5 separate regions of the Mus musculus genome follow, and all the other regions are linked to region 1. Evidence: chromatin contacts called from public Hi-C, HiCAR-type, HiChIP or PLAC-seq and promoter capture Hi-C data. All regions are on one chromosome and are shown on one strand. Each heading gives the region's core, a stretch centred on a gene start, on an enhancer-like site or on the middle of the called end of the contact. The rest is flanking DNA. Distances are from core to core; before and after follow the strand shown.

The links. Promoter capture Hi-C pulls out the DNA fragments that hold promoters and counts their contacts. A called contact is a pair of places that touch in the nucleus more often than the background predicts. HiCAR-type assays count read pairs that join an accessible place to other places. HiChIP or PLAC-seq counts read pairs in DNA pulled down with a chosen protein or histone mark.
Region 2: a contact with region 1 is called in a promoter capture Hi-C map of liver. The contact joins the promoter of Fggy here to the enhancer-like site in region 1. A contact is called at or near these places in 13 of 39 promoter capture datasets (the 3T3-L1 cell line, 3T3-L1-derived adipocytes, the C10 cell line and 8 more), 3 of 15 datasets of contacts at CTCF or cohesin (CD8 T cells, the NIH/3T3 cell line and large pre-B cells), 15 of 484 Hi-C or Micro-C datasets (CD4 T cells, the N1E-115 cell line, the STO cell line and 11 more), 4 of 115 datasets of contacts at active chromatin or transcription factors (the 230-238 cell line, bone marrow-derived macrophages, heart atrium and 1 more) and 3 of 9 other capture datasets (adipose tissue, liver and macrophages).
Region 3: a Hi-C map of the C2C12 cell line shows a contact between it and region 1, with 2.7 times the contacts expected there. The contact joins two enhancer-like sites. A contact is called at or near these places in 3 of 15 datasets of contacts at CTCF or cohesin (the NIH/3T3 cell line and large pre-B cells), 10 of 484 Hi-C or Micro-C datasets (the C2C12 cell line, the N1E-115 cell line, Sertoli cells and 5 more) and 6 of 115 datasets of contacts at active chromatin or transcription factors (CD8 T cells, the NIH/3T3 cell line, bone marrow-derived macrophages and 3 more).
Region 4: a contact with region 1 is called in a HiCAR-type map of fibro-adipogenic progenitors, with 3 times the contacts expected there. The contact joins two enhancer-like sites. A contact is called at or near these places in 1 of 15 datasets of contacts at CTCF or cohesin (the NIH/3T3 cell line), 2 of 484 Hi-C or Micro-C datasets (embryonic stem cells and nephron progenitors) and 3 of 115 datasets of contacts at active chromatin or transcription factors (embryonic fibroblasts, embryonic stem cells and fibro-adipogenic progenitors).
Region 5: a contact with region 1 is called in an H3K27ac HiChIP or PLAC-seq map of the NIH/3T3 cell line, with 2.4 times the contacts expected there. The contact joins two enhancer-like sites. A contact is called at or near these places in 1 of 39 promoter capture datasets (the 3T3-L1 cell line), 2 of 15 datasets of contacts at CTCF or cohesin (both in the NIH/3T3 cell line), 17 of 484 Hi-C or Micro-C datasets (the C2C12 cell line, the MC38 cell line, the N1E-115 cell line and 14 more) and 5 of 115 datasets of contacts at active chromatin or transcription factors (the NIH/3T3 cell line, bone marrow-derived dendritic cells, effector CD8 T cells and 2 more).

Annotation. Positions count from the first base shown.
Region 1 is chr4:95,316,739-95,322,074 of GRCm38.p6, forward strand. No RefSeq gene overlaps it. Among named protein-coding and RNA genes, the nearest start is that of Gm32240, 110 kb to the left of the region's middle. RefSeq lists an enhancer at 791-1,996. Within about 2 kb of position 2,608, at least 109 of the 459 cell types and tissues checked have an H3K27ac peak or open chromatin away from gene starts, as enhancers often do. A contact at or near this core is called in the C2C12 cell line, the MC38 cell line, the N1E-115 cell line and 12 more, where this site is marked.
Region 2 is chr4:95,555,508-95,560,843 of GRCm38.p6, forward strand. It overlaps Fggy (FGGY carbohydrate kinase domain containing), which reads left to right and starts at 2,000. Exons shown (of 16, transcript NM_001113412.1): 1 at 2,000-2,084. Gm40206 (a long non-coding RNA gene) reads right to left here and starts at 1,859. Exons shown (of 2, transcript XR_867942.1): 1 at 1,312-1,859.
Region 3 is chr4:95,098,430-95,103,765 of GRCm38.p6, forward strand. All of the region lies in intron 1 of Junos (a long non-coding RNA gene), which reads left to right. Among named protein-coding and RNA genes, the nearest start is that of Junos, 49 kb to the left of the region's middle. Within about 2 kb of position 2,457, at least 51 of the 459 cell types and tissues checked have an H3K27ac peak or open chromatin away from gene starts, as enhancers often do. A contact at or near this core is called in the C2C12 cell line and the NIH/3T3 cell line, where this site is marked.
Region 4 is chr4:95,498,275-95,503,610 of GRCm38.p6, forward strand. No RefSeq gene overlaps it. Among named protein-coding and RNA genes, the nearest start is that of Gm830, 13 kb to the left of the region's middle. Within about 2 kb of position 2,192, at least 19 of the 459 cell types and tissues checked have an H3K27ac peak or open chromatin away from gene starts, as enhancers often do. A contact at or near this core is called in fibro-adipogenic progenitors, where this site is marked.
Region 5 is chr4:95,158,127-95,163,462 of GRCm38.p6, forward strand. It overlaps Junos (a long non-coding RNA gene), which reads left to right. Exons shown (of 5, transcript XR_867920.3): 4 at 3,065-3,329. Among named protein-coding and RNA genes, the nearest start is that of Gm12708, 33 kb to the right of the region's middle. Within about 2 kb of position 3,340, at least 294 of the 459 cell types and tissues checked have an H3K27ac peak or open chromatin away from gene starts, as enhancers often do. A contact at or near this core is called in the C2C12 cell line, the MC38 cell line, the N1E-115 cell line and 6 more, where this site is marked.

The DNA of each region.
Region 1 (5,336 bases), core at 1,358-3,857:
GCGAATGGGGTGGTGGTGGTGGTGTTTAGTGCTATCAGAGTGTGCTAGTTGGTTTTTACTAACTTGACACAAACCTAGACATATCTTGGAAGAAGGAATCTTAATTGAGAAAATATCTCTGTCAGACTAGCTTGTAGGCAGGTCTGTTGGACATTTTCTTGACTAATGACTGATGTCAGAGGATCTAACCTATTGTGGGTAGTGCCAACCCTGGGCAAGTGGTCCTTAGTTGTATAAGAAAAGGAGCTGAGCAAGCTATAGGGAGCAAGCTGGTAAGCAGTATGCCTTCAGGTTCCTGTCTTGAGTTCCCTCAGTGATGGAGTATGATCTGAAAGTTGCAAGCTGAAACAGTAGAAACCCTAAAACACAGCACTGAATATGAGTTCATGACCTCAAGCACTTTGTTTACTATGCAGTGGTCTAGACTGATAGAGAAGTGGAGTGGTAGCCCAGTCCTTGCTCTGTTCTCAGAGCTGTGCACAGCTGCTCAGTGCTTCCATATAATAGAAAACTTCACTCTTTTTCATGGTATACCCTACGGAAGCAGGGATGGATGGGAGGATGATGAGGTCAGAGAAGTAATAAGGCCCAGACCTAAAGTGCCTTGAATGTCATTGTGAAGGCTGTGGGCTACCTTCTGAGTAGACCATGCTTGCCAGATCAGTGGAGCAAAAGAGACCAGAGAAGTGCCCTGAATTTGATCTTGGTCCTTCTTATTCATTTTTGGCTAACCCTGCTTTGCAATGAATCCTATGTAGACAGGTTAAAAAAAAAAGCAAAACAAAAAACTTTTATTCTTTTTCTGTCTTGAAATGGCATTTATCAAAGTTTTGATTCTCAACTGACCCTTCACAGAAACCACAATTTTTTTAATGCTAGGTGGTCTTGGTGGGAAGGTTTGAGTCCCTGTGTCCTGGGTGAGGCAACTGTCCCTCTCTGTGAGTCAACAAGGGCATTGTTGGGGCTCAGGCACTCTGATGGCATGCTCTCTAACTTTAATTCCTGCTCTTATAGTCCTGAACCCTCCCTCGCCTTTCTCCTCCCAAAGTTCCTCCTCAATGGGCTTGTAAATGTGTAAAGTGTTGAAAACCATGTAGGAGGTTGCAGGGTGGAGGCCCCTGGGGACTGGGTGAGTGATCAACGCCCAGGAGCAGCCTGGGTCCTGGGAGCCTTCGCTGGTCACCACTGAGAGAAGGGCAAGCTCTCCTTGCAAAGGGGCTCTGACAGGCTAATGTAAACCAGATGTGCACCAGAGAGAGCAAGGCCTATTACTAAGTGTTGTGAAATGGCCCAGGGGAGGTAAATAAGCAAAAACAGGCCAGTTGCCTAGCAGCACATACAACAAAACAAGCAGCAGCCCAGTTGGCATTGGACCAGGCAGAGCAGCTTTCTGCAGGGGGCGGGAGAGACAGGGAGGGCTCAGTCTGATGAGACCCAAGGGGCTGGCTCTCCAGCACCTTCCAAACTCCCTGCTAGGTTATTCCTGATCCCCTGGGTACTAGGGTCTGCCATCTGATCTGCTCAGCTTGGCTCCACAGGCACAGTGACTGCTTTCAGTGAACCCCTAAGGGTCCGTGTCAGAATTTCTTAATGGGGGGAAGGAGGAGCTGTACCCACTTCTGAGAACTATAGTCTGACTATATCCATTGAGGGGGTAACAGCAGGGACAGAGCTGCAAAGATCTCCTAAAGGTCCTCAATATTCTTAACATATCCTTCAGCCACCAGTGTTCAATATCCCATGCATCTCTTGAGCTTGTAAACTAATATAAACGGGGCACTGGAATGGCTCCAAGTTAGACAGAATGGATCAAACGAGGCTCACACCTTGTTCTCAAAGGATTGACAGCTTATGGAGATAACCATGATCAAGGAATCACACGCTCAGATGCATGGCTGCAAGTGTTGCTTCATACTTTGAAAGAAAATACAGAGTAGCAAGAAACTGCAAAGCAGTGATTGAGTTTCAATAGTGTGTGAGGCAGTTTGCTTTTCAGAGGAGAAGCTGAGACATGCAAATGATTAGCACTCACCAGGAGAAAGGAGGGGCTGGCAAAGGAGAAAGCTTTGGGACATGAAGGCTCTTTGAGTGGGGGAGGGGTGCTCTGAGACAGTAGGGCTGGAAGAATGTCTGTGAAGTGGGTTGTGAGGTAGAGAAGTAGAGAGGGAACAGGTCACTTGAGACACAGGAGATCACAGAATGATGGAGGATTTAGTCTCAAGTTCAATGAGAAATGAATGGGGTTTATTTACTGAAAACTAATTCAGTAGTGTACGAGTCCTGACTTATTAGTTTCACATTTGTTAAAGATTACTCCTGGGTACAACACGGCCGTCCTGAAAAGGAATGAGAGAGGGGACAGGAAAGTTTGTCAAGGCGGATAGGATTATCAGCAAACTGAAAACAGACAAGTTCATGAACTAGCTCAGGGTCACAGGCAGGGCTGGGATCCAAGCCTAGACTTGCACGGTACCAATCAGGCTAGTGTTTCCAGGTTCCCGATTCTTCTTCAGACCAATTCTACAGAAACTTTCTCACCCTTATCTGACCCTCTGGGGGAGGAGTGCATCCCTTCCCAGCTGGAGGATGAGTAAGCACTGACTGGACTGTAAAGGCCCCGTCAACACTGTAGACAAGGATGCCTTTCTTGCCTGCTACCTAGCTAGCCCTTCCTTGTAGTGGGAGACCACTGTGCCTACTCTCCCAGCACTAGCCATCTTCATCTGTACCTGGCCCTTAGAGAACACCAGCCTGGCAATGTGGTGCTATGAAGAGATTCGGCTTGCAATCAAGCCTGGAGTTTGAGTTCTGGATCTATCTGTCTGTCCTGAGCTTCCCCTTCGAGATGGCTCTGTGTCCTGAACAAGTCACTCAACCCTTGTAATTGGAATAGTAATGCTTGACTTCTGCTATTAGTACCAATAGAAAATATGACTCAAATTCCTTTGCTTCTCCCTTCCCTTCTCCTTTTCCCTCTCCCTACCTCTCATCAAACTTTTTGACAATTTTGCTAGCTTCACTCTGGGCAGTATACCTCCAAGGGAGATCACTGCTGTGCAATATCTCAGGTGGACAAGAACAGGCCAAACTGAAGACTGTCCATGAGATTTGATAGATGACCTCTCTATCCACTGAAGGGCAGAGAGGCCTGAGTCCTGGGAGAGGAGGGGAGTCTACTTTGCAGGGCATCTCTGCTGTCTTAGTTAGGGTTTCTATTGATGTAATAAAATGTCGTAACTGAAAGTAACTTGGGCAGGAAATAATTTATTTCAAGGTTACAGTTCCATGTCACAGCCCATTGTCAAAGGGAGTTGAATAGAAAAATAAAAAATAAAAAAATAAAAAAGGGAAAGGACATGACTACACCTAGGTATGGCAGAGGAGAAAGTTTATTATAGATAAAAGGGAGACATAGCCAGGAACAGGGACATCTGGGAGATTCCAGAGTAGTTATGACCTGGGCCAGGCCACATGGAGAGAAGGTGTGGGGAGGGGAGATCAAGACCAAGAGGCCAAGAAGGTAAAGGGTAAATGAAAAGTCGAGGTAACTAAAAGATTGAATTATATAGGAAAGAGCAGCTGGGGGGAAGGGCTAGGGCTTAGGTTAGATGGAAGGATATGGCAGCCATAACTTGTACCAGGTACTGGATGAGGGATATAGGGAGAGCCTGGTGGCCAGGTTTGCTTTGATATATTGGGTAGGCACTTTAGCCTTTTGTTCTGGGCTTGAGATGTAACAAAAGTCAGGACTGGAACACAAGGCAAGAGCCTGGAAGTAAGAACTGAAGCCGAAAGCATGGAGGAGGGCTTCTTAGTGGCTTGCTCAGCATGCTTTATTTAATCCTGGGACCACCAGCCCAGGGACTGCACTGGCTCCACTGAGCAGAGCCCTCCCTCATTAATCATCAATAAAGACAAGGCTCCATACTGTTATTTGTAAGACAATCTGATGGGGATATTTTCTCAGCTGAGGTTCCCTCTTCCCGAATGAGTCTAGCTTATGTCGAACAGACATAAAACTAGCAGTACAGAGGCATTGATGAGAAGCAAGCAGTTACTTGATTCTAGCATTTAACACCTTTGGAGGCTGGAGAAGGCAGGTGGTGGAGCCTTGAACACCTATAGGTGGTAGAGCTTTAGGGGGGGGGGTCAACTTGAAAAGCCATGACACACATTTAGGAGACAGTCAAGGGCCACTCTTCCTGGTAGAGGGGAAGTCCACTTTGTAGGGCATCTCTGCTGTAATGCAAGCAATATGTATAAACATAACTGTTAATCTCCTGTTGTAATTGTTGTCTATGAGGCTTACTGCATCATCTGATAACCTAGTCCTAGTCCTGGATGCTTCTAGCCTCCATACAATCTAATCTAGGCCTGGGCTGTTTTTAAGCCTCTGAGACTTACTTCAGAATAAACTCACCTCTTCATATTCTTCCTGATCTCTGCCAGGCTGATCCAACTCAGCTGTTCTGACTCAAACTCCTCTCCAAGCTGACAGATTCAAATTGTGCTCTCTCTCTCTCTCTCTCTCTCTCTCTCTCTCTCTCTCTCTCTCTCTCTCTCTCTCTCTCTTTCTCTCTCTGCTTCTCCTGAATGGATTTGTCTACTTAACCTCACACTAACTTTGGCAATATATTCTACTCTATTGGCTTCTTCTCATTCTCTGGTTCATTCTCTGGCTCATTCTGTCTTCACCTGTGTTTAGCTTTTTCACTCTTTAATCTGTCTCTGTAAAGCTCTCTTGGTAAAACTGACTGCCCACTCTTGTTTTTATTTTTTTATTTTTTCTGCGCTGTTCTTTCTTAAGTAGTCTCCCTTTCCTCTCTCTTCTCCTGAGAGTTGGGTGTATCCTATTCTGTCAAATTTTACTCTGATTCATCACTTTGTCTGCCACTCTATTAGACATTACTTTCAAACATGGGTGCTTCCTTCTATAAACTAACTTTACTTTCATTGTTTGGAGTTAAAGGTGTGTAATAAGGGCACGTCTGTATTCTTCCCAGAAGGATTAAAGGTGTGTGCCAAGGCTGAACCATAACACAACTAGAAACAGCATTTTTTTAAAAAAATAACACAATCTTGAGGTTTACAGTGTGATCAACTATCCTTCAACAAGTATCAGTGATCTACATGAGGCCCTCCTGTCTTCAGTTCCCCACCCCCTTTTTTTTTTCTGGGAATGCTCTGTTTGCTGACCTGGTAGAGTATAAGTAGGACTTCACATATAGGGATACTAAATTAGCTAAAATCAGTAACTTGACACTTCGTGTAGGAGAGCAACTCATGAGTGTTTCAAATTAAATGTGAATTCTTTTCCAGAGGAGCCCTTTAAAAAA
Region 2 (5,336 bases), core at 750-3,249, 240 kb after region 1:
GATTCATATGCTGGAAGCTTGGTCCCCAGTGTGGTGATGTTGACAAGTGGTAGAACATGTAAGTTGTGAGGACTTGTGGGAGGTAATTATGTCACTGGGAATACTGGGTTCCAATGGGATTGATGCTGGTTTCTTGGAGTGAGTTAGATTTTCAGAGAGCAGACTGTTAATGAAGAAAGGCAATCCCATGTGCTTGCTGCCTTCTGCATGGAGCCATTTCCTCTTCTGTTTTTCAGCCACATTGTGTCAGCTAGTATTTTATAAAGTACTCAAGATTTGTTATTTCTTTCCATAAATTGTAGCCTGAAAATGTACATTTCCCATAGTCCCTGAGGCAGCAGACACATTCCGTTCTGGGATAGGTTAAGGAAGAGCTGGGGCAATGCATAATAGGTATTAAGCATCCGACCGTTTGCACAACATTTCTGTGATGTAGTTTCAGATGGTTCTGTAGTAGAGGTCAGTCACCTGATTTCTAGTGCTAGTTGAGCTGTGGGGTCTTTTGGACTCAGCCTGGTCTGGTGTACACAGCATTAGGGACTCACTTTCTTTCACCGTGTTTCTTTCCTCTGTGTGCCTTTTATCCCAAGGTCCTTTTATTGTTTAAAATGGCTGCTGGAGGCCCAGCCACAACACTATTTTTGCTACTGGTCATATGCTATTTAAGAGGACTCAAATAAAAACTCAAATACAGCAAAGACGAGAAACAGCTATCCACAAAGGCCAACACACTAGTTTATGTTTAGCAACGAGGAGACCTTTCAGGTTCCCACCCAAGCCATAGACTGTGAGGCAACAGGCGCGTTGCATTTCTGGGATACATTAAGGAAGAGCTGAGCCAATGTAGCATGTGTATTAAGCATCCAAACTTTTGCAAAACATATACATGTCTGGTACTTAATTTGTTCTTCATAGTGCTCCGGAAAGAAAGACAACCAGGTCTTAATATTATAATTCCCGTTGTATGCTTGGTCCACATGACTAAGTAACAGATCTGAGACTGTGCAGACAATTTTTTGAATAGCTGGAAATGCAATCATAGTGTAGATCTTAACAGTTAGGTTCTTAACTGTCCGGATGCTGAGACCCTTTATAATAGTTCCTCAGGTTGTTGTGACCCAACCATAAAATTATATTTTTTGTTACTTCACATATCTACTTTTGCTATTGTTATGAATCATAATGTAAATATCTGATATAGGTCACCAAAGAAGGTTGAACACTGCTTGTGTAGAGGAAAATAAATCCAAACCAAGACCTCCAGGAGAGTGCAGGACTAATCCTGTGGCCTCAGCCTCACCGAGTTCTTACCTGGATGACGGAGAGAGATCGATCACTCGTTTACTCTCAGGTCATGTGGATACTAGTCTTAACATAATAAACACACTAGGTCTGACTAAGGAAGTCTCTGTTATCGAGAAGGGTTGGTTTTCGCAACCTTGGAATAGTCCCCAGGAAAAGAAAAAAGAAAAAAAAGAAAAAAAAAAAGCCAAACCGGTTTTGGACTCTCAGTATCTAGCGATGAGGGTACCGAGAGTCCATGTAGCTTACTGGTATGTCAACTTCTCAAAGGCAGGGGTCATCTATCTTTTAGATTTACGGTGTCGTCTCTACCTCAAAGCCTCGACCACAGCATAAAGTGTGAGAGTTCCTGAAAAGCACCAGGTATAAAGGGTTCAAGGAATTGAAGCCCATAGCAATCCTGGTGCTCAGCCGAGGGCGATTTAACAGGAAATATCCACCACATACTGTAGGTTGGCTAGGTTAGCTGGCGCTCAGAGGGGATTGCTTAGATTGAGCCGTCTCTGTTGCCTGGGCATCTTTAAAATCCAGGCAGCGAAAGGATTTTGAAATGCAAACCCAAGACTTACAGTACAGTGGGGAGGAGCAGGGCTCACAAGTACTGGCCATTCACGGTGCCCGTTTCAAAGGACCAATCAGGTTGCTCCTTACAAGGGTTGCTGGAGGGGCTGGACTGAAGCGGGCGGAGTCACAGCTTGTTTGGACCGCCCTGCTGGGTGCGGTGCGGCTGTGCATGGTGGCCTGCTGGCCTGCTAGCTAGAATGTGATTTCATATTGGACAAGTAAGTGACCCTCCCAGGGGTTCTTGCAGGCACGCAGGCTCTTAGCCAGCTCCCCCCAAAAGCTTCTCTAGCCTGCTAAATGTTTCCCTCCTTCACCTTTGGGTCTCACAGCCAGGCCACTGGTTGGCCTTTCAGTTTCTTGTGTATTCTGGGTGAGGTGTCTTGCCCAAGGGAGAGGCCTTTACTGCATCCCAATGACTGCCCTACAGATGTCTGGGGCCTAAGGCCCTATCTCTCTGAGTAGTGTACAGTTAATTAAATAAAGTGTTTTTTCTTTCTCCCAGAAAAGAGAATTTTGCAATGCACCCCCGCCCCGCACCCCAATTTGGGGACAATTCTCTAAACATTTTAAGTCGTTGATTTCAAGTTTGGCAATGTAAAAGCGTTTCAAGGCTGGTGCTGTTTAAGGCTATAGAAGCTGAGCATCTGGAGATAGTGTTTGGTGCGTACTTCAGTTTAAATGGGATAATGCCATCTGTCTTGTTACAGGGCTGCAGGCCAGGAAGGGTATAGGGGGATCTTTCCATGTTTATGAACTTCATGACCATTTCAGGATGGAGACACACACTGTGGGGGAACTCCTCTGTCACTGGTCCATTCACTGGAGCACTGCTTACATTTTAGCTCGAATTTCTTCTCCTAGTTAAAGGGCAAACTGTGGCCAAGTTTGACTCTTTTTTGATCAAGTGTGTGTGTGTCAATTCAAAAGGTCCCATTGGATTGTGCTTTTAGGGAGCAAATCCATAAGGAAGAATTAAAGTCTGAGTTTGTGGCTGGATTTGTAGATTTGTCTTTTGTTTCATTTTCTTGTCCTTTTTAAAGGGTTTCCCGTCTTTACTGTGAGCTATGTGAGTCCTGATGTTTCTCTTTTCTGTTGCTAGCTGGGGGTGCTGCTAGTCTGTCTTCTGGAGTCTCCTTCTAATGCAGCTGTCATGCTTGGTCTTGACTTAAAGGCTTCTGCCCTGGCTGTATGAATAAGAGCCCCAGAGGACTGCTCCTGACTGATGGGGTCTGGGGTGGAAAATAGGGGATGAGGAGGGCCTATGGATGATTTTTTTTGAGGGGGGGGGGTGGCTTAGGATTAGGAAGTCAAAGTTTGCAAGTAAGGAGGAGGGAATAACCCAGTTGGTGGAGCACTGTGTTTCTGGGAAGGGTGCCAGGTTCTTATCCAGGCTCTCATGAATTTTGCTGGGCTTTGTCTTCTGGAATTTAGTTCTTTTTCTATAACCTTTATCTAAAAACTACAGCCAATTATTAGCCTTTTTAAGGACGACGACGACAACAACAACAACAACAACAACAACAACACCAGGTTGGGGAAAGCCCCGTCTTTAAACTCCCAGCCAGAAGGGGAGTCTGACATAGTTCTTTGTCTGGATTGTGCCATAGAGATCATTTAACTCTTGAGATGATCGCAGGCAGAGAGGTGTTCTCAGCCAGGGTAGTTAGTAGCAGCCCCATGTAGTAGTGACTGACATACAATTAACTGTATATTTTAGATTCCATTTGCTGAGATTTTAAGCATTCCAGCATCATTGATGATAATGGGTTTTGATTTGTAATTTTCCTTTCTTGTATTTTCTGAGTTATATTTTCTGACTAATATTGGCCTTAAAGAATCAGTTAGGGAGTATTTTTACGCGTGTGCACGCATGCGCATGCACACACACACACACACACACACACACACACACACACACACACATTTTCTCTCTAGTGGTTAGTAGAACTCACTAGCAAAGTCATCTGGGCCTGAAGCTGTATGTGAGGAATGCCAGCGACAAAGCCATTTGATCTAAAAGCCTCCTTACACTTCCTGTTGCTATGAGAAACCCATGAGAAAATAACTTAAGGCAGGAGAAGTCATTTTGGCTCACGATTTCAGTTCACTATGGTAGGAACAACTCACATCATGGACAGCAGGGAGATGACTTTAGGTCTAAGATGTTTTTAGGTTTGTAGTAGAAGTTAGGATGGAAAATAATAGTATGGAACTCTGGACTCACCAAGACAGGATAGATAATAGAGTTAGATCTAATTGTTGCCAAACACAAATGGACTGAACATTGTGAATGTAATTCTTACATGATAGTTTTCATAATTGTTTCATAATTGTTTTTATAATGTATAGATTATCGTTGTAAGAAAAGGAGCCTTTTATTGGACTAATCAGAAACTAATGGGGAAACATTCTTTACAACACATTGGTTCCACAATACACAAGATGAAACTCAACAAAAGGGAGACTGGTGGGCTCTCGGTCCCTGTTTGATCACATCCTGCTATGAGATGGTGCCATTCACATCCAGCATGGATGGATCTTGTCTCCTAGTTAATCCTCTCTGGGAACAGTCACACAGATAACACAGATACACCAATAATGTGATTTATTAACTTCCCAGACAGTAAACATTTTACATTATTATCACCACAGGTTTATCCAGATTATGTTTTATTCTGCCTCTCCCAGCTTTAGTGGGGTATAACTAACCCTATCTATCTATCTATCTATCTATCTATCTATCTATCTATCTATCTATCTATCTATCTATCTAGTGTTATATCAGTGTAAATCATGTTTTTTATATGTGTATATAGACATGTATCATCTGACATAGTATTCGTTTTCCTTGGGGATGAATAATTTTAAATTCTGCTCTATGAACAAATTGCAAGAATATAATGCTAACTTTATCACATGTTTACATTGGATCTCCAGAAGATTTTCAGTTCATAACTGAAAGTATATAGTTGTTGACCAACATCACATGACCTCTGCCTCTCACCTGCTGGTAACTATCATTTTATTTTCTGTTTTACCTTAGAGGCTTTTAGATTCTACATGGTGGTGATATTACAGAATTCCCTTGCTGCTTGTATCTGCAGAGGATTTTTGTTCCAAGCCTTCTAGAGACCCAAAACTGTATTAGTGTTCAAGTTTTTTTTTTTTAATTTAGGATGTTATCCTTCAAGCAAAATAGCTGCCATCCTAATGAGATGAGCTGTGCCCTCTTGTCTAGACAGAGCATGTAGGAAGTCATTGGACCCACATCAGAGTAAAACACCACTTTTTTGTAATCATTCCCCAACTGAGTGTGGCCTTAGGTTCCAGAGGAGGTGCTAGAGTAAGATAGTGCTAACTGGGGAAGGGGTTTCCATCTTTATGACTACTGGGAAGCCATTATTTACACAGGGTGAAGACTTTCCAGTATGGCTACTTTGGAGTCCTCTAAGCTTCTGTCACTAACCTCT
Region 3 (5,336 bases), core at 1,207-3,706, 220 kb before region 1:
GGTGAGTCACGTTCGGATGTGGACAGTACATTAAATAACAATTTTTAGGATGTGAGTGTCAGGGTTGCACAGCAAGAATGCATTTGCTTTGGAATGGGACCTCTCCCTACGTGCCCAGTCTTATAATCTCTTCCATCTGTCCACATTTCTGCTGAGCCCCAATAGGTCCCCAGGGCCTCCCGAGTGGCGAGGCTGCCCTGGGCACCAGTTAGTAGGAGAGGTTCTTGCCAGTGCCCAGGGCTAGGAGAGAAATCAGGTAGTTGAACAAGCAGCCTGTGAGAAGAGGCCTAACTTGGAATTTACTAGTTGTGCAGCCACAGGTCGTTCCTTGTGTTCTCTGTTTTATATCTCACATGGAGAAAGGTAAGGAGGCTTCATGCTCCCTTAGAGCTCTCTGGTACTTGGATCGTTCACAGATGCTCAGTGAGTGAAAAAAATAGCAGCTGCCATTAATGAAACACTTACTGGGCTCAGCTCTGTGGGAGGCACTAGTGTTTGCCACCCGCTGAACTGAATGCATCAAAGCAAGCATCTCTGATTGGTTTTGGAGAAGAAGGTAGAACGGTGGCATTGGAGCACTTACGACTTGCCAGCTTTTCTCCTATACATCCTCTAGAAGGCAAAGCAGGCTTAAGGAAAGGAAGGAACCTGCCACATTAAGTGTGGAGTCAAAGCATCCTGCCCTGGTGTGATGTTAGAAGGACCACGGGTCTGCTTCCCTTGGGTGCTGAGTCTCCTTGGGTGTTGCTCTTACACAGGAGGGCTCAGGCCAGCAGTACTCCTAAGCACTGCTAGGCTACATAGACAGGAGAAGTGTGAAGGATCAGTGTGAAGCGACAGAGTTCTGCCAGGGCACCGGTAGAAGGACAAGCTGGGCCCCACACCATCCTGTTTCCTACAGTTGTGGTCCTGTTGATTGTTAGAGTTGGTGGCTCCTCTGAGGATGTCCTGGAGAAGAAGTCCCTGTCCATTTTGTAAGCTGGGAGACGATTGCCTTTGCCTGCTCTTGCTCACAGGAGGAAGCAGCAGCAGCCTTTACTGTTGTGATATTCGTCTAAGGACTATGTGCTGTTAAGAGTAGAAGAGCAGAGAGCCTTAGGTCCTGCCTTCCACTCAGGAGCCTTTCGGTCACTGGCCAGATGAGATCTGGGTAGTGATGCATTTTTAGCTCTTTACCAATACTTGTCATAGTTTTGCTTTGACCCTGCACCTTTAAGTGGTAGCTCTGAAGGATTTCCTGGAATGCACTTGTGTCTATATTTCAGGGTCGGGGTTGGGGCGAGGGGCGGGGGCACACTACTTTTCTGATTACTCTCACGAGTGCACAGTTGGCTAGCTTAAAATGGCACACCTGGAGGTGAGTCTGCTGGTGACTTGTCTGTGTGGCTTATTTCCTACTGGAGGCTCTGAGGAAAGGTTTGATTCTTGCCTCTCTTTCATCTTCCATGGTTCCTGGATCTTTGGCCTCAGCCTTCAAGTACTCACAGAGCATCACTGTTATCTAGCTCTGTCTTCCTAGTGCCTTCTTCACTGCCCATCCATATAAGAACATTTGACATTGGATTTAGACCCCACCAGGATCCAGGACCATCTCCTTTTGAGATATTTACCTCTATCTTCCAAAAACCCTCTCCAGATACAGTGACTCTCCAGATACAGTGACTGTCACACATTTCCTGCTGACAAGCCTTTTTGGCCCCATTCAACTCGTCACAAGGGTCAAGAATAACAGAACAAACAAGATGTGACTAATTGCACGTTGTAAGGAGTGAGCAAAAAATGCTTACAAAGGTATAGAGTGGCTTCAAATCCTTACTACTTAAGAGTTCAATATGCAATTATTGACTGAATAACTGAAGAAAGTGTGCCTCGCATAGTGGTGCATAGTGTGTTTTCTTCCTCTGGCTTAAAATTTTTGTCTTCCTTCTCCATTTCTTCCACCTTATTTATTCAGCGTGCTCTGAGGTCCTACTGTGTGCTGGGTTTTTAATTCTAGATATGGAGGGCACTGTAGAGAGTAGGCAAAAAGTTTGATTTTTCTAATACGTTTGTGGTTTAACCTTTGTAAGTGTTACATTGTTACAGTTATGTGTCAATTTGACTGAACTTCAGAGCTTTTTTTCTTTTTCTTTTTTGAGTGTTTCTAAGTTAGTATTTCTAGATGAGAGCCGTGGGTTATTTGGCAGACTTAGTCAAGCAGCTTATCCTCTCTAATGTGGCTAACACTTCTCCAGTCAGTTGAAGAGATGACCTGGACAGAAAAGGGAGGGAGGAAAAAAAATTCTAGCTTTGAATAGGATGATCAGCCTTTGGGGGCTTTGTTTGGTTTTTATGTTCCCATTCATAGTGTATCAATGACACTTCCTGGGATCTTGGGCCAGCCAGCCCTGGACTGGAACCACAATATCCACTCTTCTGTATTTTGGAATTCAGATATGGATCAGAACTAAATCACAGACTCTTCCAAGTTTTCAACTGCTGACTCATCTTGTAAATCCTGGGACTTTCCTGAGTCTGTGGTAATGTCACATGTGCTGATTCCTTATAACTTCTCTCTCTCTCTCTCTCTCTCTCTCTCTCTCTCTCTCTCTCTCCCCCCCCTCTCTCTCATGTGCTATCTCACTATAGAACCTTGATAAACAAAACAATATGACCATCTTTATCTCCATTTGAATGTGACATGGCTTCTTCAGACATCAGCTGTTTTTATCTGCAGAACAGTGCTCTGACTTAGGCAGAGCAAGCACTCTGAGAAGCCTCACTCACAGAGGAGGAAACTGAGGTCCAAGATGGATTCTCTGTATCTGTGATTCCATGGCCCAACTGTCCAGAAGCAGAACACCCTCAACTCCAAAGCCAAGGCCCTACAGGAAGCCAGGTGAGAAAATGGGGCTGATCCAGGTCTCTGAGCCTCTCCTCAAAAAGTCAGAGCTGTGATTAGATCAGGTTTGTGTTTGTTTGTCATTTGTTTGCTTCTTTTGAAGGCAGAGTAGAAGAACAGTTACTCTCACTGTTTGTTGTTATATATAATCACTGGCCATCAATTTAGAAACCTCTTGAGATTCCCCTGGGAAGAAATAAGAGACTGATAATGTGGGCTTAGGCAAATCTTGTAATAACAATACATACCAAGGTCTAATAGAAAATCTCTGCCTAGACTTAAAAGACGAAAAGCACTTACCAATACTCTAGATGAGTCATGGCCAATTTGGGTTTGAAGCAATTTGAGAAGTTATTCCTTTTGGTTCTTTCTTTTTACGGTAAGAACACTAAGGTCCCGGGAGGATCTCTGGCTTGTCAGTGTGTACATCTTGAGAGGAAGACGCTGTCTGCTTAGATACCTCGACAGTCAATGATTGTCTACGATGCACACTGATGCTGTTGACTTGGATGCAGACTGTTTCCTCTAAAAGTCCCTTTCCTCCATGCTCTGACCTCATGGAATGTCACTTCGGGATATCCCATGTTCATGGATGCCGTCTGAGATGTATGTGGCTGCTCACAACCCTGCAATTGTAAGGCTTGAGCCTCAGAAGCCCTGGGTCTCAGTCCCAGTTCCTTCTTACTAACAAGGGAAATATGACCACATGGCTTGCTCTTCAGGCTCTGGTTTCTTGTCATCATAGAGGCCTGAACACAGTATTTATGACTCAGATTTTCTCATGAGGACTATGAGATGAAGCAGGCAGCACAGTGTGGGCACTGTGAGTGCTCAGTAGACCACCCCCAAAAATTGAGGGGCAAGCCCAGTAGTAAAGGGGACCCAGAGCACACTGTCTTCAAGGCTAAGTTGATGCCAGTTCTGTTGGTTCATGAAGCTAACAGTGAACCAACCACTCCTGTATGCTGCAGTAGTGGCAACTGTCCCTGATGCTATAGAAAGTCCTTTTCTTCTCTGATCCAAGCTTTTCCATCTATAAAATGGGCACAGTCAGAACTCCTACTGTGCAGGAGCTGATGGCATTGGTTGGCAAGCCAAGCAAAGGAAATGACTATTCAACCACTTATATCTGCTCACTTACTAAAGAAAAGCTAAGACATAGTTAGTAGAGTTCAATATATATATATATATATATAAGTATGATGAGATTATCATTTTAATTACCATTGTCATCAAGTTTTCTGGGATAGGTGAAGCTCTTGGATGACAAAGACTTTCACAAACATAACTGATCAAACATATCAGAGGAGTCAGACATGGGAGCACCTGCCTGTAGTCCCAGCATCTGGGAGGCAGATGCAGCTGTGAGTTTGAGCCGCCTGGTCTACCTACTGGGTTCTAGGCTAGCCTTGGCTACAAAATAAGACATTAGTTTTCTGTTTTGTTTTGTTTTTAAACAAACAAACAACAATCTACACAACAAAACATTCACCATGTCTGGAATCAAAGTGGAAAACAGCATAAATAAAATGTGGAGAGTTGATTGTACCATCCCCTTGGATAAGCATCTTCAGTGGCTTTAAGAACGAGATCTTGTTTCCCATAAGGCAGGGTTGAATTCTATGTATCCCAGAGTGACCCCAAATTCTTGACCTTCTTGCCTCACCCCCCACCCCCACCCCTGACCCACATGTTCTCAGAGTTCAGGCATGAGCCACGTCTGCTTAGTTCTGGCCTCTACTTGGAACACCTTTGAGGTTCTTCTTTCCATCAGGACTCCTCACTCCACCCCATCACTTAGCCTTTCCACCCATCTCACATCTCCACTCTGATACGAGGGATGCTGGCACATACCGCCCACATCTATAGAGAAGATGAATGCCCATTTCACCAAGCTCTGTGAGCCCAGACTAAGGGCTCTCAGCTCCTTGTTCAAGAGGCCATCTTCAAACTATACTCTCCTGAGAGCCTTGTGGCAGAATTTAAAGTCTATGGACTGACCTTAGTCTTGGTCTTCCCCTGTATGCTAGTTTTGCACATTAGGGATCCCTCAGGAAGGAACCTTGGTTGTTCTTCTGTAGGAAGAACACAGCACATGGGTGTTGGAAACACGTACTTCCTCCATGTTATCTTCTTTTGTGAGGATAGAAACTCTTTCTGGACACGCTTCCAGTTTTGACTATGGAACAACCATGTTCCATCGGGGGAAGGTGTTCACTGCAATTGGCAGCAATGTTAGTGACAGTTGAGCTTACAATGGGGACTGGTGACTATGGATGAGAGCTGTCTTGAGTGTTTCATGTATATGTTTCTGACATAGCCAGTGCTACTTTTTTGATGTTAGTAATGGCTTTCAGATGAGGAGATGGAGGTACGGTAAGGAGAGTTCTACAACTTGAATAAAGCTATACAATTGGGGAGCAGAGAATCATGGAATTTTTATTTCAGATTCCCT
Region 4 (5,336 bases), core at 942-3,441, 180 kb after region 1:
GATATATGCCCAGGAGAGGTATTGCTGGATCCTCCGGTAGTACTATATCCAGTTTTCTGAGGAACCGCCAGACTGATTTCCATAGTGGTTGTACAAGCCTGCAATCCCACCAACAATGGAGGAGTGTTCCTCTTTCTCCACATCCACGCCAGCATCTGCTGTCACCTGAATTTTTGATCTTAGCCATTCTGACTGGTGTGAGGTGGAATCTCAGGGTTGTTTTGATTTGCATTTCCCTGATGATTAAGGATGTTGAGCATTTTTTCAGGTGCTTCTCTGCCATTCGGTATTCCTCAGGTGAGAATTCTTTGTTCAGTTCTGAGCCCCATTTTTTAATGGGGTTATTTGATTTTCTGAAGTCCACCTTCTTGAGTTCTTTATATATGTTGGATATTAGTCCCCTATCTGATTTAGGATAGGTAAAGATCCTTTCCCAATCTGTTGGTGGTCTTTTTGTCTTATTGACGGTGTCTTTTGCCTTGCAGAAACTTTGGAGTTTCATTAGGTCCCATTTGTCAATTCTCGATCTTACAGAGCAAGCCATTGCTGTTCTGTTCAGGAATTTTTCCCCTGTACCCATATCTTCAAGGCTTTTCCCCACTTTCTCCTCCATCTAATATTTTAAAACATACTAAAGTTAAAATAAAAGACATATTACACCCCTTAAATTCTTGACCTCAATCTTAATCATTAAGGTGGTCATCTTAGAAGATAGGTCTTTAATTGAAAGAGGACAGTGCTCTTATAAAAGATTTCTGAGACCTGGCGGTGGTGGCGCACGCCTTTAATCCCAGCACTTGGGAGGCAGAGGCAGGTGGATTTCTGAGTTCAAGGCCAGCCTGGTCTAGAGAGTGAGTTCCAGGACAGCCAGGATTACACAGAGAAACCCTGTCTCCAAAAAACAAAAACAAAACCAAACAAACAAAAAAAAGACTTCTGAAGAAACTTGTTTGCCACAGGAACACGCACAAATATCATAAGCCAGGAAATGGGCTCGTAAAAGACACCAATCTTTTGTTGCCTTGATCTTATATTCCAAAGGCCCCAAAACCATGAATAAAAAGTTTTTGTTACCTTCTTAACATATTTTGTTAACCTCCCAAACAGGGTAAGATAGCATTTTATTTTCACTTCCTTCTCTCTCCTGTTGCAAATCCTTTGCCTATAAGGGATTATTAGTAAGTCAGAGTAAACATCAAAAAATTTATGTAAGGATTGCTAAGAAAGCTGGTTGGAGTTGGGAAGGGAACTGAATATAGAACATTTTTGATGTTCCAGTCTGGAGAAGCAGAAGGTACGGCAGCTTTGTAGATCAATTTGGCTACTTTTGATTGAAGTGGAAATTCTAGGCATGGACGGAAGAGTAACTGAGTAAGATGTGAATGAACAGAAAGAGAAGGAGATGTGTGTGAGGAAGAAAGCTCAAGATGTCTGTGAAAATTGGACTCAGAAGTCGAATACTGAGAAGTTGAACAGTCAGCGTGACATACCTTTTCTGAGTGATCACCTAGAAGGGCCTCACTCTGATGATGTGTATATCCACAAGCTCTTCAGTTACTTTGTTCATGATGGGCTCCAAGGATGCTGCTGTTGGTCAAGATGCATTCTCTGTGACTGTGCTGCTCACAGCCTAAGGCTGATTAAACAGAGAAGCACAATGTCAGATATTCATGATGATAAGCTGAACACCTTACCTTGACATGAACTTTCAGGAAGACTTCTCATAGGAAAGGTGAGGCTGGGGTTAGAATTATCTAGACAGTGATGAGGTAACAAAAGAAAAGCACCAACAAGAAATCCCAGCTTCTGCAAAGAGCCAGGGGTGTGTGATGCTTGGTGTACTTCCATGTCCTTATATGAGTGGGAAGGAAAGGAAAGAGGTACTGATGCAAGACTTATGTCATGAATAACTTTGTTTGTCATGCTAAGCACTGATGCTGTGTTCTCAAGGCTATTGGATCTATTTAAAGACTATCCTATAGAACTATAATCTTAAGTCACTGACATGGAACTACTGGAATATGTTTAATGGTTCCAAGCTCTGAGTCGAAGGCTCTGGTATCTGGGCTGAAATTCATGAAACCGTTGGCTTCTTGCTTTGCTTTGGGATCTGGGACTTACTCGACTGGCTCAGAGCATGGACTCATTTTTATGATGTTGAGCCACTGGGTGGATCTTTTATAGGTGATTCCTTCCAGAAATGAGCTGTACACCCATGATGTCAGAGGGTGGGGCATGGGGAATGGAGTAGGGTGTAACAGCTACTATCACAGTCTCTTTCCTCCTAAGAAAATGCAAAGATCTGCCCAGTTTCTGAGCAAGGGATGCTTTCAGTTCTGGGGAAATTTAGCCTTTCACAAACATGACAATTATATCCAGAGACTGAAGGATTGTGAAAAGACCTCAAACATTCTACATGAGCTGATTTAGGCAGCTTGGCAAACTTGAGGAAGTTCATTGGTTCCTTGGGTCCTAATTCCCTTTGCTACAGGAGAGGTGATCATGAATCTATTGAAGGCTATTAGAACATCAGAAGTGAAAAAATTGTAAATCTTTAGGGATACATATTAGTTCTGTCTCCAAAGAATTTTTCTTGTGGATTTTCATTCTCTTATTAGGAATCTAGGGCCATCCCAGTTCAACTTTTCTATCCCATTATTATAATTTAAAAATATTATGTAAAGTCATGAGAATCATTAACAAAGCAAAGAAATTGGCTCATTTCCTCATCTAGTATAATCAAGTATACTAAGTCAGGCACCATGGGTTCATTGATTTGAAATGCAAATAGCTTCTACATCATGCTGTGCCTCTGACCAAGTCACTTTTCAATAAAATAAGATTCTTTTTGTTGTGATGCATTCTGGAGCAAGCAAATAAATGAGTGAGTTTCAGCAAGTCAGGCTTGCTAAGATGAATAGGCTACTGACCACTGAATGGTATCTCTCCTGATCTGTTTACAGAGGTTCTGTGAGTTTCCATGTCAACCTGTAAGTAAGCTAGGAAAAAAAAAAATCCTCCAGGGGAAAAGAGTTAAAAAGTTCATGCTTCAAGAATGAATCATGAAATATTCCAAGAATGTTTGAGAGAAATATGGCATGCCCCAGGGGACCCCCAGGGAGAAAGAGGGGGACAGCTGCAGCCACCACACGCTGAGTCCAGTGTGGTGTCTGGTCCATAGACTAGTTTTGCCTGCAGCCACAGATTGAAAGGTATGCTAGTGAACCGAGAGACATAGACTTCTCCCAGTGCCATGAGCCCTTCTGGGATGAAAAAAATGACCTTCAGTAGCTTCTAACTTAAGTCTTTAATTTCAAATATCATCTTCATTACAAATTTAAATCTTGACAGAACTAGAAATCCATTAGATGTTTTCTTTTTACAGACATCTTCTGTCTTGCTACAAAGTTTTCTCATTTAGATGCTCATTAGACACTTGGCGTTTGGAAGAACGAGAGCGTCACTCCTAAGCAGGGTATCTGTGGGGCAGCTGAATACCCACTGTAGCTGTGCTTTTCAAAATCACAGGCTAAGCTCCCAAGCACAACTAAACTGGAATAAAATCACAGCATTCCAGTTTTCCCTTTTTCTTATGAGAAGATGAAGATGACTAGGACAGATTCATCCATGATGCTGCAATTGATCCCTCAGATAGTTATCCTTTACATCTTCTTCTCCATCTTATAAACTCTTCGCCTCTAACACATAGTTAATGTGCAAAGCCGGCTAGTCCAGACCCTCATCCATGAGGGTCATCTAAGACTAGATGACAGAGAGAACCAAAAGATGGCACAGTGGATGCCCTGAAGGTCAAACTTAGCCCTTCAGACCTTGGTTGTATAGAAAATATCCCATCTCTAGCTAATTACTTGTCTACAGTTCGGATTCCTTTTCTTCCCTGCTTTCCATTGAACTCAAATTCCCAGGGTGGCCAGAAGATAGCAACAGCTGGACTTTGAACAGGACACTTAGAATGTATCTGGTGGGAGATTCCTCCTTTGGAAAATATGATTTCAATTCAGTTGAGTCCAGGCTAGTGCAGACAAGAGACACAAACTCTCCACGTGGATATTAGAAGTAACAGTAAATAAGAACAACCTCTGCTCCTTTGTTCATGAACCAACAAATCCAACATATGGGGACATAATACCAAATTGTGGGTCATTGATTCAGTACACTTATTGCATTCTTGGATATTATGATTATCGTTGCAAAGCCACACCTCAAACCTGGTGCTTTGGGTGATTCTTCAAGTGGTTGTTCCATCCCTCTGTCACCGTGCAAGATCTGAGTTATATGATTTATAATAGGATCAACGAATCCAATCATACATCACCAGCTTACCCTCTTTACTGTGAGTTACTTGACATAATATTTATTCTACTCAAATATTTATTGATGATTTATTTAATGATCCTTGAATAGTAGTTCTAGATAAAGTTATACATGCCCAAAAGACAAACCTATATCCACAATATATGTTGAGTCTGGTCAGTTACTTCCCCTTCAAACATATCCTGAAGCTGTTCGTTTCTTTTTCAAGGAAAACTGTTTTATCAGAAATTTAGATTTGGTCTGATGCTCTCTCTCACTGAACATTTTGTCAGACTTTTGGGAAAACTCTGCTAATTAAGGTCGAAATCCACCATGACCCGATGGATAGCTTCTGAGCTCTGCTCATTATGGGAGACTTCCTTTATGAGCAGTTTTTTTCTTCTCTGACCTTGTCCGGGGAATTCTAAGCCCCCACACTTGCCTCTACCTGAGAAATGTCACATAGCCTCAATTAGTTTATAGGACCAATTTCCTTTCTCCTGAGAAAACCTGGTCAGCCAGCACCTGAGATATCTGTAATGCTTTCCTGTGCTAATGAGGCATTCCAGGTACCTCCAGCCAATGACCTTTGCCCATCCTGGATATCCCTGCCCCCAAAACTTTATAACCTTCAATCACTCTAAGCAAAGTTGATCTGCCTACTGACTAGGACCCTCATGTGGTTTATTCACTGTACTACTCACAAGGCTTCCCCCCTGTTTGATGTCTCTGCTCCCACAGCTTATGGATTGTATTGACCAATGATCTACAAGAGTAGGGAGACCCACACAGACTCAGTAGTTTGACCAGATGTTAGGAATGATCCTCATAGTATTAGACCAGACAGATGAATTAAATGGAAAAGGAAGAGTTTGCTACCCTTGCACTCTTAAGGTATTTAATGACTATAATTTTCCTCATCTTATATCTTCCTGGGATGGAATATTATTTTTAATTTGCTACTGTGACCAGTAAAGTATCAGTTTAAGAGGTTTTTGTTTCCCATTTCCTGCTTTCATAGT
Region 5 (5,336 bases), core at 2,090-4,589, 160 kb before region 1:
AGGTGCTGACATTAAAGTGAGTTGTATCCTATTTTCTTTGGGTATTCAGACACATGCCCTCCTTGGCAGGGCGCTTGGCTTTGCTAATAAGATCCCTACGTCTTGGAGGACATCTCTCAGGTCCTGCACTCTCAGGTTTCCCCTTTGAGTTCTCCTGCCAAATGTTCCCTGGCTGAGCCATGGGTAAGCTCAGGCCCAAGGCCCTCGGTGCCCCCATTTCAGCCTTTTCGAAATCAGAGTAAGAAGGTGGGGGATGACTGGGGGGCTTCATGTGTGATGTGCTAATATTCTAGGTCCAGTAGTAACTGATAAGTATACTTGGAGGATTTTGAATAGTTTATTAGAATATACTATAGTGTAGTAGAAGGACAGTTAAGATTTGTTACAACATAGTACCCCAATTAACTGGCTAATTGATTCCAAAGCCAATTCTAACCACTGCTCTTAAGAGTTTGAAAAAAATGCTCACGTGGGCTTTGGACGATTTATTATTCATATTTTTACATAAGGACTCTCTCAGTCACACGAGAAACCTACACATGAAATCATGGATTAGCTCTTGCTTTCAATTTCCTTGGAATGTTTGTTGGTTTTAAAAGGGCTCTCTTTCAAAAGTGTCCTTATTAATTAAATCAACCAGTCAGCCGCATTCCCTGCTTCTAACTCAGCACTCAAGTTTAAACTTGGTTCGGGAGTCAGCTTTCCAACCTTGGCTTAAGGGGCATTAGTCACTCTGAGCAAAATATGGCATCTGAACAGCTGTCTTGGGTACTGAGCGTCCAGGCCTATGTGTCTGGAGAACAGACAAAGGGGGTAGGTGTGGAAGGGAGGCAAGTTTAATTTCTGAATATATATATGTTCTGCACCCCAGGCTTTTTACAAAGAATATCTCTTGATTTTCTCAACAGGTCATGAGTGTGTTCTGCCTTCCCCATTATAACAAGGTCAAGATTGGTCAAAGACCATCCTGTTAACAAGGGGTAGAGCTGGGGCTAGAGTACAAACACTGACTCCTCTGCAGTCTTTCCTGTGTGCTGTCATGTATGTATACATGTATGTATACATCTGTGTGCTGTCATGTATGTATACATCTGCCCTAAACTTCTGACCCCCAAATACAGTGCTTTTATTCCAAGATCCAGATGGCAAAACAGAAACTCAAAAATGCGATATTCTCCACATAAACTAAACACAGACTCTGGACTCGAATTTCACAGTCCTGGGAGGATTACTTCACCTATCATCCATCCATCAGCACCAATCCACCTACCCACTCACCCATCCACCCACCCTCTTACCCACCCACTCACCCCCTCACCCATCCACCCACCCCCTCACCCATCCACCCACCCTCTTACCCACCCACTCACCCCCTCACCCATCCACCCACCCCCTCACCCATCCACCCACTCATTCACCCTCCACCCACCCACTCACCCATTCACCCACCCACTCACCCATCCACCCACCCCCTCACCCATCCACCCACCCCCTCACCCATCCACCCACCCCCTCACCCATCCACCCACCCCCTCACCCATCCACCCACCCACTCACCCATCCACCCACTCACTCAAGAGAGTGTCAAGAGCTCACCCTGCTCTGGGGACTGCCTGGTTTCTTAGAGATGGGGCAAATTGTAGATAGTCCCCACTCTTTAAGAACTTGTAGTCGAATAAAGAAGGAAAACACACCACATTAGACAACCTAATTGGAGCATGAAGGGTCCTCTAAGGTACTATGAAAGAGATGGGAACATAGAAGACAAAGCATCCAATTACCTTGCCAATAAAGCAAGGGAGGTTCCAGAAAGGAGGTGACATTGGACTATAAATACACACTCTCCCAGAAGAGAAAGGGGGAGGAAGGTTTCTCTAGGCAGAGAGCACCAAAGCACTGCTGCGCACACACCGAATCCCTGCCACCTGCTTAAAGCACCGTCTCTAATGCCTAGAATTCTGTGGACTAGGTATTATCCATAACACTTCACAGAATAGGAGCATAGGCACACAGAGGTTAAGTACTTGGCCCGTGGTTAGAGGTCTGCTAAGACAGGCCTTGAAGTCAACTCTTGAAACCTGGTTTCAAAGGTCATCCTCTTAGACACTCACTCACTGAGAACTGAGTGGGGGCCATCTGTTAGGAGTTTCTTGTGAGGAGGGACACATAAACAGGAAGCAAGCCATGGGCTCTTCCTGTAGGCTTTCTCCACGCAGCCTTATGCTGCTAATCTCAGGAACTTGGACTTGCTAGATCCATAACAGAATTAATACTCTCTCTATCTCTTTCTCTCTCTCCCCCCTCTCTCTCTAGCTCATGTACAGAGGCAAGATTCTCTCTCTACTTATGAGGCCACAGAAGAGAAAGACACCTTTATTTACTTTTGACTGAAAACATTATCTGTCTACTGTAGACACACCTGTATCTTTGGTTAGTTGGATGTCAGTATCTGAGTTGTTCGATTTCTGTGTCCAACAGTTTGGGTAATGCATGAGGACATAGCCTTTGTTCGTCTCCTTTGCCACCCCCTGAGTGCCCAGCATAGCACTTGGCCACAACTGGTACTTAGACATTTCCAGTGAATATTTACTGAAAATGTGTTGAGTGACTTCTGGGTTTTGATTAATTATTTAGGAAGCAAATTGTGGGTTTATTTGCTTTGCTAGTAAGAGGACGTAGCTGAAGGAACTCTGAAGGTGAAAGAGACCTTTGTCTTAAGTCAGTGGTTTACAAAGTGCTTTTCTAAGTTTGCCTTCTGGATTCTAATTCAGCTACTGTCCCGCTCAAGCTTTCTGAGGTCATCACATCAGTGTTGGGAGACAGCAAGTTTGAGTCCCTATCCATTCTCATCCTTTACACCCTCTCGGATCGCCTGATCTCCTTCAGTCTGTGCCTAAACACTGTGAAGGAAGAAAGTTCATAAACTCATAGGGCACACTGTCCCCCTATCGGATGGGCAAGGACAGTACCACTGTCAACATGTCCTGAGCGCTTCTTGGGTACTAGGTTCGGTCCCTGTCGCCAAACATAATGACCAGACATTATTTTCTTTCTCCTCTCCTAGCTCTAAGACTCACGCCCTACTCTCCTGCCCTCCACTGCTCGCCCCGGGCTCTCCGGCCGCCACCGCCTGCCCCGCCCGCGCTTCGCCACCCCAGCCTCCCGCACCAGACGCCGGCTGCTCCTGCGCTCCCACGCCCGCGCACCTCGCTCTCCCAGCCCCGCGCTCCCACACCCGGCGCGGAGGAGGCGGGCGCCCGGGGCGAGGGCAGGGCGGCCACGTCAGCGGCGCCGGCTCGCTCCGCCCTCCGCGGGCCTCCCCATAGAAGGTAAAGCCTGGGCAGAGCCCGCGGGCGTCCTCAGGCTGGCAGCTCGGGCTGCTGGTTTCAGTTTCTGAAGAGCTAGGCCTTGAGCAAACACTGGCTGGCGGGAGGAGGGTGTTGGACGCCTTCCCAACAGATAATGTGATTCCCTGCCGCTGGGAGCCACCCACGGTGGGAAGGGGCAGCGCAGGGACCTGCGCAGGACAGCCACGGTCCTGGGCGGCTGGGGGAGCCTGAGCTCGGACCCTTCTTCCTCATCTGTAAGGCTGCCCCTCTCTCCGTGGACACTTAAAATGTTTGCTTTCTTTCTGAGAAAGAAACAGAGGGAGATCGCCAAGACCAACATGAACTCCAAACTCAGGGCATTCCTCACTCTACTCTGACCTTTTTGTAGATGCACTTTTTTTTTTCTTCTCAAAGGCCAGACCTATCCCTACCCAGCGGGTGACCTGTGTACATTTCCTAACTTCTCTGTCTCATTATCCTCACCCATAAAATGGGAGTAATGATACTTATCTTTAGATACGCTCCGAGGGTTAGATTAGCTATAGATTATACATATTAAGCACTTAGTGCCTTCAATCAGCAGTAATTAACATTATTATTAATTGTATTGTTATGGCGTATGACTAATCATGAGATAGATTCTTAGTGCTTCTGGGAGCATAAGTAAAAATATGCTCATTTAAAAAATTTTATTGAGGGAGGGAGTTTTATGAGGTGAATATAAAGAGTAGCACTGAGTCAGGATATAGTCGTGCATGTGTCTCATTTCATAAAGAAACTTGGAAAGCCGGCATTATGTCCACTGTACAGGTGAGGACTCTGAAGCTTCCAGAAGTCACTGGCTCATCTCAGACTCTGGGTCAGTATCTAATTTTTCTCTCTTTCTTTGAGACTTGTCCTTATATAGCCTAGAATAGTCTCTAACTCACCAAGTAGCTGGGGATAGCCTTGAACTCCTTAAAAAAAAAAAACAAAAAAACCAAATATTTCGTTTCCTCTTTCTCCCCCTCCTGCTCCTCCCCCACTTCGTGCGTGCGTGCTTGTGTGTGTGTGTGTTTGCCCAAGGAGTTCAAAAGACAGGAACTGGAATTAGAGGCTGTTAGGTGCTGCCCTATGCTGGTTGCTGGGAGGAGAGCATAGGTCCTCTGGGAGATCAGCAAGAGCTCTAATCTGCTGAGTCATCTCCCCAACTCCCAGACTTGAACTCGTGATCTTCCTGCCTCGTTAGCCTAAGTGTCACACACCTAGCTCTCTCTCCTCCAGTGACCACACCCCACCCCAGCAGGGTCACACCTGTTTGCCTCAGCAAAGGTACCTCCTTTCCTTTGCATAGCCTCCCATCCTCCCCGCATAGCCTCCCATCCTCCCTTTCGCCAAGCTCTTCAACCTGGAGAAAACCTAGTCAAGTCTGGATGCCAGAAGAAGGCCACTGTCTGCTCCAGGAGACTTTCTGATCCACCCCCACCACCTCCACCCCTCTTCTGCTGCCTGCAGCCCAGGCTGTACAGACTTGTTGTCACCACCATGTCTCTGTTTGTACTGTGCCTCCTCTCAGTAGGCCTCCACAGCTGACCGGTGCTGTCTACAGTCTTAGGACCACCCCCTCCCAGGTTTAGTTCTGAGCTTTACTGGTTGAAAGACTGGGATCTCTGATTTTTACTCTCTGCCTGTCACCTCCCTAATACAGAAGGTGGATTTCAGCAACACTGTCAGCTTGTAGTGTTGCGATCCATACAGGATGTCTGGGCAGTCAGTGGTCTGAACTTACAACTGACAAGGCTCAGGGAATGAGACAGCCTGAGGTCTTGGGTGTTACTTAGGGACAGAAAGAGGAACAGTGCCAACGGGAGAACCAAAATCATGGCTAGGCCTCAGAGGGGATGGTTCCAACCCAAGCCTCCCTGAATCTTCACATGTGGTCTTGGCCTTGCCTCTTTACTTCTTGGGATTCACCCCCCCCGCCCCCCCACCCCAAAGTTAGATTAAATACCATTAGCGGCCAGTCAT